Regions from separate parts of the Mus musculus genome. Here regions 1, 3 and 4 are each linked to region 2. A link is a contact called in public Hi-C and HiChIP or PLAC-seq data. All regions are on one chromosome and are shown on one strand. Each heading gives the region's core, a stretch centred on a gene start, on an enhancer-like site or on the middle of the called end of the contact. The rest is flanking DNA. Distances are from core to core; before and after follow the strand shown.

The links. Hi-C and Micro-C count contacts between places; a contact is called where the count stands out from the background. HiChIP or PLAC-seq counts read pairs in DNA pulled down with a chosen protein or histone mark.
Region 1: a contact with region 2 is called in a Hi-C map of cortical neurons, with 2.5 times the contacts expected there. The contact joins two enhancer-like sites. A contact is called at or near these places in 5 of 484 Hi-C or Micro-C datasets (cardiomyocytes, cerebral cortex, cortical neurons and 1 more), 2 of 115 datasets of contacts at active chromatin or transcription factors (astrocytes and embryonic fibroblasts) and 1 of 9 other capture datasets (embryonic stem cells).
Region 3: a contact with region 2 is called in an HNF4G HiChIP or PLAC-seq map of pancreatic cancer cells. The contact joins two enhancer-like sites. A contact is called at or near these places in 9 of 484 Hi-C or Micro-C datasets (B cells, brain, cerebellum and 4 more), 1 of 115 datasets of contacts at active chromatin or transcription factors (pancreatic cancer cells) and 1 of 9 other capture datasets (embryonic stem cells).
Region 4: a Hi-C map of the N1E-115 cell line shows a contact between it and region 2, with 2.7 times the contacts expected there. The contact joins two enhancer-like sites. A contact is called at or near these places in 3 of 484 Hi-C or Micro-C datasets (8-cell embryo, the N1E-115 cell line and morula), 3 of 115 datasets of contacts at active chromatin or transcription factors (astrocytes, embryonic stem cells and pancreatic cancer cells) and 2 of 9 other capture datasets (embryonic stem cells and pancreatic islet).

The regions. Positions count from the first base shown.
Region 1 is chr6:90,878,565-90,881,985 of GRCm38.p6, reverse strand. It overlaps a transcript of Iqsec1 not described here. Among named protein-coding and RNA genes, the nearest start is that of Iqsec1, 70 kb to the right of the region's middle. Within about 2 kb of position 1,390, at least 15 of the 459 cell types and tissues checked have an H3K27ac peak or open chromatin away from gene starts, as enhancers often do. A contact at or near this core is called in cortical neurons, where this site is marked.
Region 2 is chr6:91,074,548-91,077,841 of GRCm38.p6, reverse strand. Nup210 (nucleoporin 210) reads left to right here. Exons shown (of 40, transcript NM_018815.2): 7 at 1,126-1,284; 8 at 1,867-1,935. Among named protein-coding and RNA genes, the nearest start is that of Nup210, 41 kb to the left of the region's middle. Within about 2 kb of position 1,496, at least 99 of the 459 cell types and tissues checked have an H3K27ac peak or open chromatin away from gene starts, as enhancers often do. A contact at or near this core is called in the N1E-115 cell line, cortical neurons and pancreatic cancer cells, where this site is marked.
Region 3 is chr6:91,289,618-91,292,886 of GRCm38.p6, reverse strand. No RefSeq gene overlaps it. Among named protein-coding and RNA genes, the nearest start is that of Fbln2, 78 kb to the right of the region's middle. Within about 2 kb of position 1,691, at least 7 of the 459 cell types and tissues checked have an H3K27ac peak or open chromatin away from gene starts, as enhancers often do. A contact at or near this core is called in pancreatic cancer cells, where this site is marked.
Region 4 is chr6:90,918,847-90,922,216 of GRCm38.p6, reverse strand. It overlaps a transcript of Iqsec1 not described here. Among named protein-coding and RNA genes, the nearest start is that of Gm38860, 89 kb to the left of the region's middle. Within about 2 kb of position 1,451, at least 24 of the 459 cell types and tissues checked have an H3K27ac peak or open chromatin away from gene starts, as enhancers often do. A contact at or near this core is called in the N1E-115 cell line, where this site is marked.

The DNA of each region.
Region 1 (3,421 bases), core at 141-2,640, 200 kb after region 2:
TCACGTTCACTCTGGGAAGCCAATGAGTTAATTGGGCTTCCTTACAGAGCTTAGGTGTGAAGTTACTTACAAGATTATGGGTGCTCCCACTCCAAGAAAGTCCACACTGGAAAGTCTTGCCTCAGCAGGGATGATGGCTTCCCCATAGGCACATAGATGGAGCCCTCTTCCCTTAGTCTTCTCCATTTTATATATCCTGGCTCCTCCCTGAGTTCCTGAGGACACATGCTGTTGGCCTCATTGCATATAGCTGGTTGGGAGGAATGGCTGGCTACTCAGGTAAGGGTCCGATGACCCTCCCCACACCTCCTTCTCTGAGGGAATGCCAGCCATGATAATATTTAGCAAGTGGGTCCTGATGATCTGATGAGAATGGTAGCACATTGGCTTGGAGGATAGTTCTGTACAATAGCAAGGAAGGGTGACATGAATGTGGGCACCGCCCTGTGACATTGCTGCTGCAAATGTTCTGAAGCATTCCACGGTAAATCCATGGGAAACATCCTGGTAAATAAGGCAGACCCTACCTACCCTCTCCAAGCAGAAGGCAGGAAGCAGATAGACAACTAGGATAGCTTGCTTCAGAGTATGATGTGTCCCTGTAAAGACAGGTGGGGGAATGTGGTGTGGAATCATAATTAGATTGAGCAAGCTATTGAGAGGAGAACATAGGGAGGGTCTGGATCCTAGGAGGTGGTATCTGGAATGGAGTGTGAATGATAGAAGAGAAGTGTTTAATTCAAGAGCCAGGAGCAGCTCCCGGGCAGGCGGACAGCAGTTTCTAAGTTGGGATGCCAGCAGTTGGGGACAGAGTAGAGTGTGTGTGGCTGAAACAGGCAACCAGAGGTATTATCAGACTCCTAAGAGGCAGGGGAATAGAGGGGAGCAGATCTGAGTCTCCTGGCTGTGAGCATTGGGGTAGAATTTGGATTGAATGTTCAGGGCAAAGTGTTCCAGAGTGGATGGAGAGGGGCAAACCTTGGTCTGAGAGGCTGAGGGAGCATATGAGTAAGGCTGGCACAGAACATAGTCAGCTGCAGCACTTCCACTACGGCAAAAGATGCGTAGGAAAGCCAGTGTGCCATGGACTTGAAGAGTTTAACAGCAATGACCTCGTGTGGCAGATTACACTTGATTTTTACTTGTTTTTCTTAGGCTAAGACTGGTGGTAGCTTCAGGCTTGAATTTATACTAATCCTGGCACTTCCCTGCAGACGGCAGAATCCCTTCTTGCCTATGGGGGATTATTTGTGGGTGTTAGAACTGTACTCAAGGGGATCAAGTTTGGATTCCCCATATCAGAGAACAGACCAGCCTGAACAACTTACCCACCCGGCTGTTGCCATGGAATCCCAGACTGTGACGTATAAGCATGGACCCTGGTGTCAGCTGTTATGTGAAAAGCAGACACTTGTATCTTCTGCCACCCAGAGGCTCTTTCTATGCTACCCTGTGTTGCTCATGTGGATCTCCTTGTTTGTATAGGCATTTATTCAGAGTTGCAGAGCCCCCATGGAGACCACAGCTGTCTTGGAAATAAAGATTTCAGTTTGCAGGGGCTGAAGTCTAGTAAGGCTCACAAGGACTGGACATGCCAGTGTATACCAGCCTGAGCAGCCAACTACCAGCACCTGGCCTTCTTTGCTTGCTGAAGCCCTGAACAGGTGAAGCATGGCAACAACTTGATACTAGCTGGGCTGACCCACCTTCTCCACTTTGTCCTTGTCCTTCCCCATTCAAATCACTGCTCACCTCCTGGTCTCTCAGACAACATAAACTATAGCATCCAGAACCTCAGCACATGCACAGTGAATGGATCATCTTGGCCTTAAGACCTGTCAGCAAGTGTGAGGTTAGCTGCTGTGACCTATCACCTGTTCCCTTCAATTTTGAAATCCATCCTTTTCTGAGTGCTTATCTTGTTTGGAAGGAGCCAGTAGGTTCAGGAATGCTTTTGATCTTCTGCTGCCTCTTCTCATGTTCATTGATGACAGAACCATAGTCAAGTACACACTTACTACATACCACACAGGCACAATGCATATCCCTCCACATACATTTATACCTATGTAGCCATCAAACACACATATGAATTGGCATGTATGTATGCTAATGTGCATATTTATGCAAAACAAAGACATGGACCCATACCCATACAGGAACACATGCCTACCTTTAAGCTTACATATTACTCTTCATGCATAGATGCATGCCCATATGGGCACATGCATGTATATACCTACACATGAATCACAGAGAGCTCATCTTCCTCAGAGTTTCCACAGCTTTCAACTTTTTGTTTCTCTATTGGCTGCTTTTGTTCCTGAAGTAGCAGTGCAACTCAACTCAGGGCCATCTTGCAAATGTGAGATGAGGAATGAGCTGTTTTGCCATAACTTCCCACCACAGATATGTCTTGACTTGCTCCATGTCAGGCCCATGTGTGGTCCAGCTCTTCAAATGCTGAAGTTGTTTCAGAAGTCTCCACTATCTTTGTAAGCTCTATAATCAGCCACAGAGCAGCCACAAAGCAGCTTCATAGCTGGAACACCATATAGTCTCCCTTTTACCTGCAGACAGGTGGCAAATAACACAGCTTGTTGGCAGCTACACCTGGGCTTTCTCTTTATTATATTCTTGAAGACTAATTGTTTTTTTTTCCCTTCTAAAATCCATATGGAAACTAAGGCTCACACAGGCTAAATTACTTTAGAATCCACATGGAAGCCAATCTGGAGCAGTACTGGGTGGTATCCTAGACAGACCGGCATCTAAGAGCTCTGCTTTGTTACCTGGCATCTCCTGGCTTTGCAGCATCCGAGGTTGCTAGGGCTCCTGTCTGAGATGGCCTTGCTGAAACTCAGCAACATAACAAGAAGTCCCTGGGGCTGCACAGTGGACATGATGGGCATTTACTGAGTGGATAGGCAGCAGTGAAGAGCCTCAAGTGGGAGCTAGGTGGAAGCTGCCTTCCGTGTGCTATGAGGGAGGTAATGGAAGAAGCCATGTGTAAATCATCTATGGCTGCATGATACAGGACCTCAAAATTACTAAGATAGCAAATGCCTTCCATCTTCATGTTTGTTGAACTGCACCCACAGTTGGAGACATCCTGAAAGCAGTGGCAAGGAGTTCACACAAAAGACTTTCCTACAGAGATCATACTGGTTGTGATTTCAAAGAGAGTGACCAAGGTCCCTGACAGTATACAAAGCAATCACAGGGGGACTCACAAACACTAAGGGGAGCCAGGTTATGGAGGTGTCCTAGTTTGCTTTTTGTTGTTATGATAAAACATTCTGATCAAAAGCACCTTGTGGGAGGAAAGATTTTATTTTAGCTTACAACTCCCTGGTCACAATCTATCATCAAGAGAAGTCGGAGCAGAACTGAAGGAAAAACCAAGAAAGAATGCTGCTTA
Region 2 (3,294 bases), core at 247-2,746:
TCTCTTTGTGAATATGTGCATGGGGGTGCAGGCGCCTGCAGTGGCTTAGGCATCAGTTCCTCTGAGCTGGAGTTGTGAGTTGCCTAAATGTGTGCTGAATATTGAACTCAGGTCCTCTGCACTCTTATTCCCTAAGCCACCTCTCCAGCCCCCAATCATCAGTCTTCCCGTGCTCTCTGTCGCGGTACGTGAGCATGGGGGTATGTGAGCATGGGGGTATGCCTGCCACTGGTCTGAGAGCAGCCTCAGGCCAGCTGACATGGAAGCCTCTGGGGATTCTCCTGTCTTCCATCATGCCATAGGAATGCTGGGATTGCAAACACATGCTACTGCTTTGTGTTGGTGCTGGGTTTTGAACACCCTTTGGACACCTTTGAACATCCTCATCCTTACCCAGCAAGTGCTTTACACACTGACCCATCCGTGACATGTTTTCTAGCATATGAAGTTTAGGTTCTTAAAGCAGTGGAAGTCATAGCAGACCATGAGCTAGCTTCTCACCTGACTTGCTCAGCCCTCTCTAAAGTGGGGATGCCAGTAGTCCTTGTTCCTAGGGTTGTTGAGAGATGAGATGAGGGAAATTGGTCATGAGATGCCTAAGCAAGACCAGAGCTCTTTCACCGCAGAGTCTGGTGTCGCTTTTCCTTTCTGGGAAATTGAACTCCTATCCAGCAGGTGTCTTCAAACAAAAGTACTGTGTTCTCTGCCCAGAGAGTGAAGATGGTGGGTTTCCCAGAACCTGTGATTTCCTGGGAATTGTTCTGTGACCTGGGCTCTTGTTGGGAAAGTCATTTTTACACAAATTTAGACCGAGGGGGGAGCACAGAGAGTGGTCAGGATTAGAATCATTCTTTGCGATGGTAAGCTGAGCATCCAAAAACCCATAGAAGACCATCAGGTCCAACTTTTTTGGTAATACAGTGAGAACCCCACTGGGCCCAGATGTAGAGAAGAGCTTGCTCACTTCGGGGGGGAGGGGGATGGTCAGGTGTTCACCACTGCTAGCATTCTTCAAGCTGCTGTCTTGACAGCAGGTCCCAAGAGTCAGGGCTGGAGACGGCCGTCTTGGTGTGCAGCATTTCACACTTTCATCTTACCTGCTTTTCTCATCTCTTTCTCATACAGAACTCTCAATGCCTTCTGATCAATATGAGCTGCAGCTCCAGAACAGCATCCCAGATCCTCAGGGAGACCCCGCCCGTCCTGTGGCCATCCTGACACAGGACACATCAAGAGTCACTGCCATGCAGATGGGACAGAGCAACCTGGTCCTGGGCCACAGGAATATCCTCCGCTCTGGCACCGTGTCGTGCTGACTGCTTTGAAGCCAAGTTGTTTTTCTCCCTTAAAGCCAGCCAGGACTAAAAATAGCACTGTTTCCCCATCTGTCTGAAAATCAGAAAGAGCCTAAATAGCAACCCGCTGAGTGGAATTGCTCACCTCTGTAGATGACTCACAGAGACTCCCAGAGCCAGGAGTCTGGCGGAGGCATACGTCACTCCAGGCCTCTGGAAGCTTCCCAGGAACCACAGTCCCTCCCCTCAGAGGGGGCCTGGCAGAAGCTGTGTGAGTACTGTGCGAACACTGGCACATAGGTTGTTGAAAACCCAAGATGGATTGTATGCCCTGGGGTCCCTGGTGTCCCTTGCAGAGACTCGGCTTTGTAGGGCAGATGGTACAGTAAGGGTCTTGACTCACCAACATCTTCGCTCTAAGATGTAGATCTTCGGCCTAATCTAGGGGTTCCTCACCCACTTCTTAGTTCATATGGTATCTGTGTGATGCTCAAACCGTGTGCATCAGGCAGAAAGCCCTGGCTGCTTTACCCTTTGTATCTTATGTTTTATACCTTAATTAAGAATTCAGGTATCCGTATGCAAGGAGCTTCTAGGCTCCCCAACAGCACCATCTATGTGGTTGAAGCCGGATACCTAGGTAAGTCTGGCCCCCTGGGGTTTCCTACACATTGATTGCCTGTGATTCCATCATTTGAGAGATCAAAGAGTAAAAGCAAGACCTGAGATTCAGCTCAGCAGTATATGTCTTAGCTCATATGAGAATAGTCAATCCCTTGGACCTGTCAGCAAAAGCAAACCCACCTAACTGCAGAGGTACAGTAGCTCTCACACTGACCACATCCTCCGCCATGCTCACGGCCATCAGTCCTCAGCCCTGGCAGCATGCAGACCTGAGTGCTGCTCTGCACCTGTCAAGGTTGGGGACCCTGTGCCTAGCTGGTCATCTTTAGGTTGATGTGAGAGTTGGCAGTACCTTGGCAGGGAAGAAGGAGGCATCAGAGAGAGGAGGGAACCACCTGTAGCAGTAAATGACCCTGAAGCCCAGGTGGATCTGGGAGCTGCAATGATAGCCAGCGCGGAGACCTTTGGGGCATGTGTGTCATGGGAGTCACCATGGTAGTGTTTTCTTTAGTCTGAGGCAGCTCACCTAAGGAGCTCACAGCCAGAGTTCAGTCTGGAGAGCAGTGGCCAGATGGGCAGCAGTACCCTTAATTAAGATCCTCTTGTCAGGGAGCTTGTGAACCTCTGGTGGTGCAGCACCCAGCTAACAGGCACCAACCCCCGTATGCCTCAAGGACCCTTTGTGTCTCGGCAGCATCCTTTGCCTGATTGGCCTGGGGTGAGACTTAGCTCCACAGTAGAGGTTGGTACAAACAGGTGGCAACAGTGTGGTAGGAGCAAACACCAGGGCAGAGGAAAGACTTCGGGAGGTTCATGGGAGGCAGGTGCTGTGTCAGACTGATTTTCTGTGGTGGGAAGGGCACCTGGCAGAGTTAACAGCTTAGTTGGAGCTATGGAGATGAGAAAGCAAACAACCTTGTGGGAATAGAAGTAGCTAGTGTTGCATTGTGTGTGGGGGATGTGGGGTGGAGGAGACAAAGGGCTAGCTAGGTGCTCTCAGAGCCCAGACCCAGATACATCTTATCCAGAGCTCTCGGGAGCTTTAGCCTAGGATCCAAAACCTGTTCTAGCTTCAGACTTAGACCTGTCATCCCTGAGAGTTTAGACCTTCTGTGGGTACAGGTGAGACACAGTATCACCACAGGTAACTTGTGTTTCAGCCTTAGAGTCTACACTGCCATGGTCTTGAGTGGACTTGTATGGCCTTGGGATAGACTCATATTGGCCAATGGGTAGACCAGCTGAGGACTCAGAGTCTAAATGAGCTATGGCCTCAGACTAGATCCACTGGAGCCTCAGACCTACTGGGAAGTCAGAATTCTGGTTGTCACAGCCTCAGAGCTTAAACCTGCTGAGGGTCAGATTCTGGGTATGT
Region 3 (3,269 bases), core at 442-2,941, 210 kb before region 2:
GTCAGAACATAGGCAGAGAGGGTCCCAGCCCACAGACTTGCCTGTCTCTCCCAGTCATTTTGGTGTAGCCCTGCAAATGTTTGTAGGAATCAACGCCTGGGCCTCTGAAGCCAAGAAGCCCAGTTCCTCCTATTGTTTCTCATTCAGAGAGGTGCCTCTCACCTCGCTGACCCCTCTAAAAGCACACCAGACCTCAAGGGTCTTAGCTGAAGCATTTACTGGGTCCAAAGACTCAAGAGTGGAGATAACAATCTCCTCTCTCCCAGTGAGCTCTACACCTTGGGTATGACCCAAGGACATGTTTGCTTCTTTGTACTACAAGGTCTGAGCTCCTGAGTAGCCAGTACCCAGTACTGAGCCATGTCTTGCCCCTCTAGCCATGTGCAGCTTGCGATGTCATAACTGACTTTATGTCCTGTTCTTTTCCCTTCACAGGTTTCCTGCCAGTGTGACAAGGCCACCCCATGGTTTCAGACCATCTCCATCTTAGCTTGACTGTCACCTTCCAGTCTTGAACGGAGGGGTGGTCCACCTTCCCTGGGATGGGGGACAGCCCAGTGACAGCCTCAGTGCTGGAGTGGGGCCCAGCTCTCCTCTTCCCCAAGGTTCCTTACCAGCCTCTACTTCTCCCCTCAGCCTGGGCTTCAGTTTCCCACCTACCAGAAGTTTCCAAAGACTCAGTCCCACACCCCGCCTTCCATCCCCAGTGAATCACTGACAGATGCAGAGAATCACACGTGTATTGTGCTTTACAGTAAGAGTGAGGTCTGTAGAGATGAGCTTGCCCCGGGCTCTCCCAGCACACCAAGAGAAGGCTAATTGCAGGCATCAGTACACCCCTGAGTTCCTAAGCAAATTCCACAGTAAATTCTGTGTGAGGACTCTCCACTCTAACCCACGAGTCACGTGGCCTCTCTCTGTGGCCTCTCAGGAGAGATGAGTTTGCCTAGCCATAAGTAGGAAAGTAAGAGGACCCCTGGTCATGCAAGTATCATGAAAACGGCATGAGGTCACCCATGTGGGGCTCAAAAGATATCAGCACCCCAGCCTCTGCTGAGCACCTGACCCACATCCTCATCTCTCACCACATACACTTTCAATTTCTTCTCATTTTACAGTTGGGGAAACTGAGGCTCAGAGAGAGACATGCTGCTCTTCTGCCCTCAAACTGTAATCAGTAAGTTATGTTGAGTAAGAGTGCCCACCCTTGGGTCCCTGCTGACGTGCTCCTAAGTCCACAGTCATCCCCGACCTTCCCGGGATCCAGTTCTGGCTGCAAGGAGCCATGGCGGAGGGGTCTTCCCTGCTTTCTCTGCGTGAGACCACTGCTGACTACAAGCAATGCCCACTCTGATTCTTCCTTGTTACTCAGATTCTCAATGGTATGTCGCCACGATGATTACCAGCAGGGTGAGAGCTGGGGGCGGGGGGGCAGGACAGGGATTCTGGCAGACGTGGGATGTCCAGGCTGAAGGAATCAAGTTGCCTGGCTTAGGGAGAAGGGTAGGAAGCTAGATTTGGGTGGAGACTCTGCACTCCACCTGAAGGGCTCAGGACAGTAAATAAGGAGAGCGGGTGCACTGATTTCCATGGGCTCCTTGCTGAGCAGGAACTGGCCTGTGGGTCGATGTGCTGGGATGTGGGGCAGGAAGACACGGGGACTCAGTTGCTGGCTGCCAGGAGGTATTGATTCCAGGCACAGTGCTGGGACCCAGCCAAGAGATGAGGTCATGAAGGACAGGACGGTGACTCCGGGGGCGGTGGTGTCCCAGCCGATGACGTGATTGCCAGCCATAAGGAGTCTGCCTGGAAGACAGAACCTCTCTCTCCTTCCTTCTCCTTGGCAGTCTCCTCATCCCATACTGCAGTGAGGCCCATCGGGTCTGATCTGCCTTCCAATTTGCTGTGTGACCCTGGGCGGGTCATCACCTCTTTGGGTTCCTAAGGGTAACTCACAGCTCCAAAAATACCTCCAGTATTGATTTTGAGCAGTTCCCATCTATGGATATTGACAACACCCAACTACCACACATAGCTGCCTCAGTTTCCCACTGTGTGACTTAGGTACTGGGGGCACGCTTCTTCCCATCTCCACCTAGACTGTCTCCCTGTAGATAGTGGAGTAGGCAGTGGCAGGTTAGAGCCTGGCTGTGCCACAGAGGGACTGTGAGGTGCGCCTTTCTGCTTTGTGTCTGGCTCCCCACCATGAGGCCAGTACAGAACTTCTCTGCACAGGGCAGACCCTGAGAGACAGGAAGGGTGACTGAAGACACTGAGATAGTATCCTGTCCTATGTCCTGTGGGCTCCACTTTGTCCTGGATCCAAGCTTTAAGGCTCCATTTCCTGAGCCTCAATTTCATGTAGGGACAGTGTGGCTGGGAACCTGAAGGGAGACTGCTCAGGGTGAAGTTTGACATTAGGGCTTGGCATATAAGAGCTCTATTCTCTTAGTTGCTGTGAGCATCCAGCCAGGTCCCACACATGTATGTCCCTTGCTCTGTTAAATCCGGAGCAGCCTGGTCCCTATCCTCAAGAGTGTGGGTACCACATCAATACAGGAGAGCACTGGGTACTGCATCAATCCAGGAGAGCATTGGAGACCAACTCCAGGGCCCCGTGACCAGAGCAATGGGCCAGCAACCAAGAGCTCCAGGGCCCCTCTCAGCTACAAAACCACAAAGCCGCGAATCTCCTTAACTCCCTGTCTAACTTCACTCAGGAACAAAAGCTTGGCATCTATCTACAGTGCAGGATTTGGTGTCTATTTTCCAAAGCTCGGCATCTATGCCCCAGAGCTTTGAGTCTACATTCAGCGCCAAGTACCTATATTATGGGGATGGTGTCTACACCATGTAGCCGGTATCTGCAAGGATTTTCTGATGTCATAATGCAGTACTGGACCTCTACAGTCTAAGCCAATGAAGTGTTGGCAGTCTTTGAGACAAGAACAAAATCAACTGGGAGAAGATGAGGCCTGAATGAGAAGTGTGGTTGTGGGGAAGCCAGTGGGCCTCAGGAGAGAGATGGGTGGGTGGCTTGGGGGAGGGGGGTCCATAGTGTCACTGCCATGGCCTCAAGTCCCAATACCTCTCCCTTCCCCCAGTGTGTTCCACCTTCCCTGGCCTGCCTATAACTTTGACACACCAGGCATAGCTGCCACAGGGCCTTTGCACTGGCTGGGCTCTGGTTTTCCCCTTTCATCTCACAGGTTTCTGCTCAGGTGGTGCTTTCCCAGAAACCCCCTGGCCACAGCCCGAGCAAGTCACTG
Region 4 (3,370 bases), core at 202-2,701, 160 kb after region 2:
CAATTTCTTTCTGGGACATTGACTATGATTATTTATTTTATTTATGTGTATAGATGTGTACCTGTATGGGTTTATGTACACCATATGTGTGCAGGTGCCTGTAAAGACTAGAGGCTATCACATTCCTGGGAACTGAGTTACAGGTGGTTATGAGCTGGCACATAGGTGCTGGGAACCCTAACTCAGGTTCTCTGCAGGAGCAGTAAGTGCTCTTAAGTGTCAAGCCATCTCTACAGCTGAAAATTCTTATTTTGTGAGCTTTTCAACAGGCCCTGCCTGAAGTGCCCTGCCCCAGATGCTGAGCCACATGCTGCATCCCAGCTCTGCCCCACTTCAACTGTGCCTGTCCCTTGCCCTCTGAGGTCTGCTGTTCTGGAGCTGTTTGTCGTGGGCCGGCACAGGATGGCTTGAAATTGTCTGAACATACAAACCACTTAGGCTGCACAGGGGGTGAAATACAGCAGCCTTGTCTTGCCTTCTCCCGGTGCCATGGACACATCGATAAATCATCCGTGCTGAGAACGTTTTATAATGTCTTGGTGCTTTATTATCTGTGTGCATTTGCCTCCCTGGCCCCAAAGAGGCGTTTATTAACTCCTCTAATATGGAGAGTGCATCGTCTGGCTAATTATGTCTCTGCAGCCATATGGGGTCACAATATTTTAAAACATAAAGATCTTTAGTAGCTGAGAGGCAGCTCTGTGGATAAGAGTGCTTAGGCATGGTCTGAGGACCCGAGCCTGCATCTCCAGCAGCCTTGTAAAAAACTAGGTGTGGCTGCATGTACTTGTAACCTCAGGGTAAGGGTAGGGCAGGAGGATTGTTGGATTTCTGGCTAGCAGCCTAGCTGAGGAAATGTTATAGATCAAGGGAATAAGGCTGAGCATGATTGAGGACACACACACACACACACAAACACACACACACACACACACACACACACACAAAAGAGAGAGAGAGAGAGAGAGAGAGAGAGAGAGAGAGAGAGAGTAGAATAAATATCTTTTGACACCCTGTGACCCTTTGCTTTTCTGAAGGAGTTTGAAGGAGTTCGAAGATAACCTTTGCAGTTGTCAACAAAGCTACCTCATGGACATCAGCTGGGACCTGGAAAGTGGATACTGCTGTTTTGATGTACATGGAACTCAGGCCAAAGGAGGTTATTCTGCTCATGCTAAAGAGTGCCACTAATTTAATCAGTGTGGCCTTCTTGATTCCATCAGGCTGCTGGCTCAGTCCTCCAGCAGGTCCTCAAAGCAGCCGTTTTGCATCTTGGCCAGTAGTTTATTTTGGAAACTTCCTTTCCCTAGATCAAAGATTTTGTCTTCGTTCTCTTAAGGCTCCTTTCTTGAGTGATTTGGGACCCTATCTTTAGGACTTTCTGTCACAGAGGGCATGCATCCTGCCCTGCTGGTGCAAGGGGAAGTGACAGCTGATTGAAGAGTCACCTTCTCTTTATTTGCCAGATGGTGAAAGGGGGCTGAGTTCCCACCATCTGCATTTCCCCTCCCCCAGCCTTTGCAGATCACAGCCAGCATCAGCAGTTATAAACAGTAGGTTTTCAGTCATTCTGCCAGTCCCCAAACATGAAGTAGAGCCTTCCCTCAGCTAGGCGCCCTGGGCGGGGGGTGGTGGTGGTGGTGGGTGGGTGGGTGGGTGGGTGGGTTGGGTGGGGCACAGTGTTCTGAGAGCTGTCATTCAGCCAAACCTAGGCCAATTCATACCGCATGGCTTTGAGACAACTAGATTGCAATGGCCCAGTCAACCAGCGTTTTGTAAAACCTGGATCACTGAGCTTAGTTACAGATAATAAGTTTCATTCTTGTTAGTCCTGGCAGAGACAAACATTGCTCCAGGATGACAGTGACTATGCTTCATGAGAGCCCAGAAAGCACTATATAGTCATAGACAAGCTCACCTGAGTCCTCAGATCTGCCTTGTGTAGACAGGTGCTACTGCAGCTGCTGTCCTTGTGGGGCCGTGTTTTACAGGGGCCACTTCCTGTCTCTCCAGACTTCTGGCAGAATTCCAGCCAAGGACTGGCAGTGAGAGGTCTCCTGCATGCGTGCCATGCAAGCTGTGACTTGGGCTTCTTTCTGGTTCCCAGAGAAGCAAGGGCCCATCAGGAGGGCCCAATTCCAACTTCAGGGCCTCAGCTCAAGTTCCCTGCCATGCTTCTGTGCCCTGCTGTGCTGGCTGTGTATTTAGAGGTAAAATGGGCTTTGGACCATCCCTGCATCAGTGTGCTTTGCATACCACTTATAAATCAAGACACAGGTCCTTAGCTGCTTCAGCTCACAGTCTGGGCGTGTTTAATATGATGCCTGGTGGAATTTGATTGGGTTTATAAGGATCTTTTATGGTCCCAAGCAACTCAGTGCACACCTTTAGTCCCACATCTGGGAAAGCAGAGGCAGATTTCTGTTAGTTTAAGACAGCCTGCTGTACATAGTGAGTTCCAGGCCAGCGAGGACTTTGTAGTGAGCTCCCCACCCCCTCTCAGTTTAAAGGAACTCTGGATAAAACCCACTGTGAGAGCAGATTGATTAGGAATGGGAGTAATCAGCTGGCCCTACAATTCATTTCGAATTGTTAGTGCAAGGACTCTTGGAGCTTTTAAAGCCCAAAGAAAGCAATAGTGCTAAAGATGTGCAGTGATGGAGATGGTGCAGTGCTGGCCCAGGGAAAGGGCAGTGGTGCAGGGGGATAGGACTGAGTTCCACTTCTGAGCTCCTCTTGATAGGAAACCTGGGTCTGTGCAGAAGGGAGAGAACAGTCATGCAGTCTCTGCAACGAATGCTGCTGGACACTTGGCTCTCTACTTGAAATAAATGGATTTAGATTCTTAGCTTAGGCTGTAAACCAAAACCTTAAAGTGTAACTGTAAACAAAAGAGCTAAAGAAGATAAAAGTACTTGCATGAAAACAGGAATGATTTTCATGACATGATACTTGACAAAAAATTTTTAGATATCACATCAAAAAAACATGAGCAACCAAAGAAAAGAGATAAATTAAGTTGGATTGTGCAAAGTCCAAACCTTCTGTGTCTCAAGAAATACTATTAAAAATTCCACAGAAAACAAAAACCCAAACCAAAAAACTATCAAGAAAGAGGGCAACTCTCCAAAGCTGAGATCAGGGGCACAGGACCAAGAGGTCTATGGAGTCTGTCACAGCAAAGGGCTCTGGGAGCTGGGAGCCACTGCCATCCTGGAGCCCTTCAGTTTCATGACTGCCACTGACCTGTGCAAAGGCTCCAGTTGAGAGTAGATTTGTAGGGTGATTTCTTGTGTCCTTAGTCTGAGATAGAGGTCTAGGGATGGAGCTCCTGATTGCCTCTGCCTCCTGCACTCTGGCTAGCTGCCAG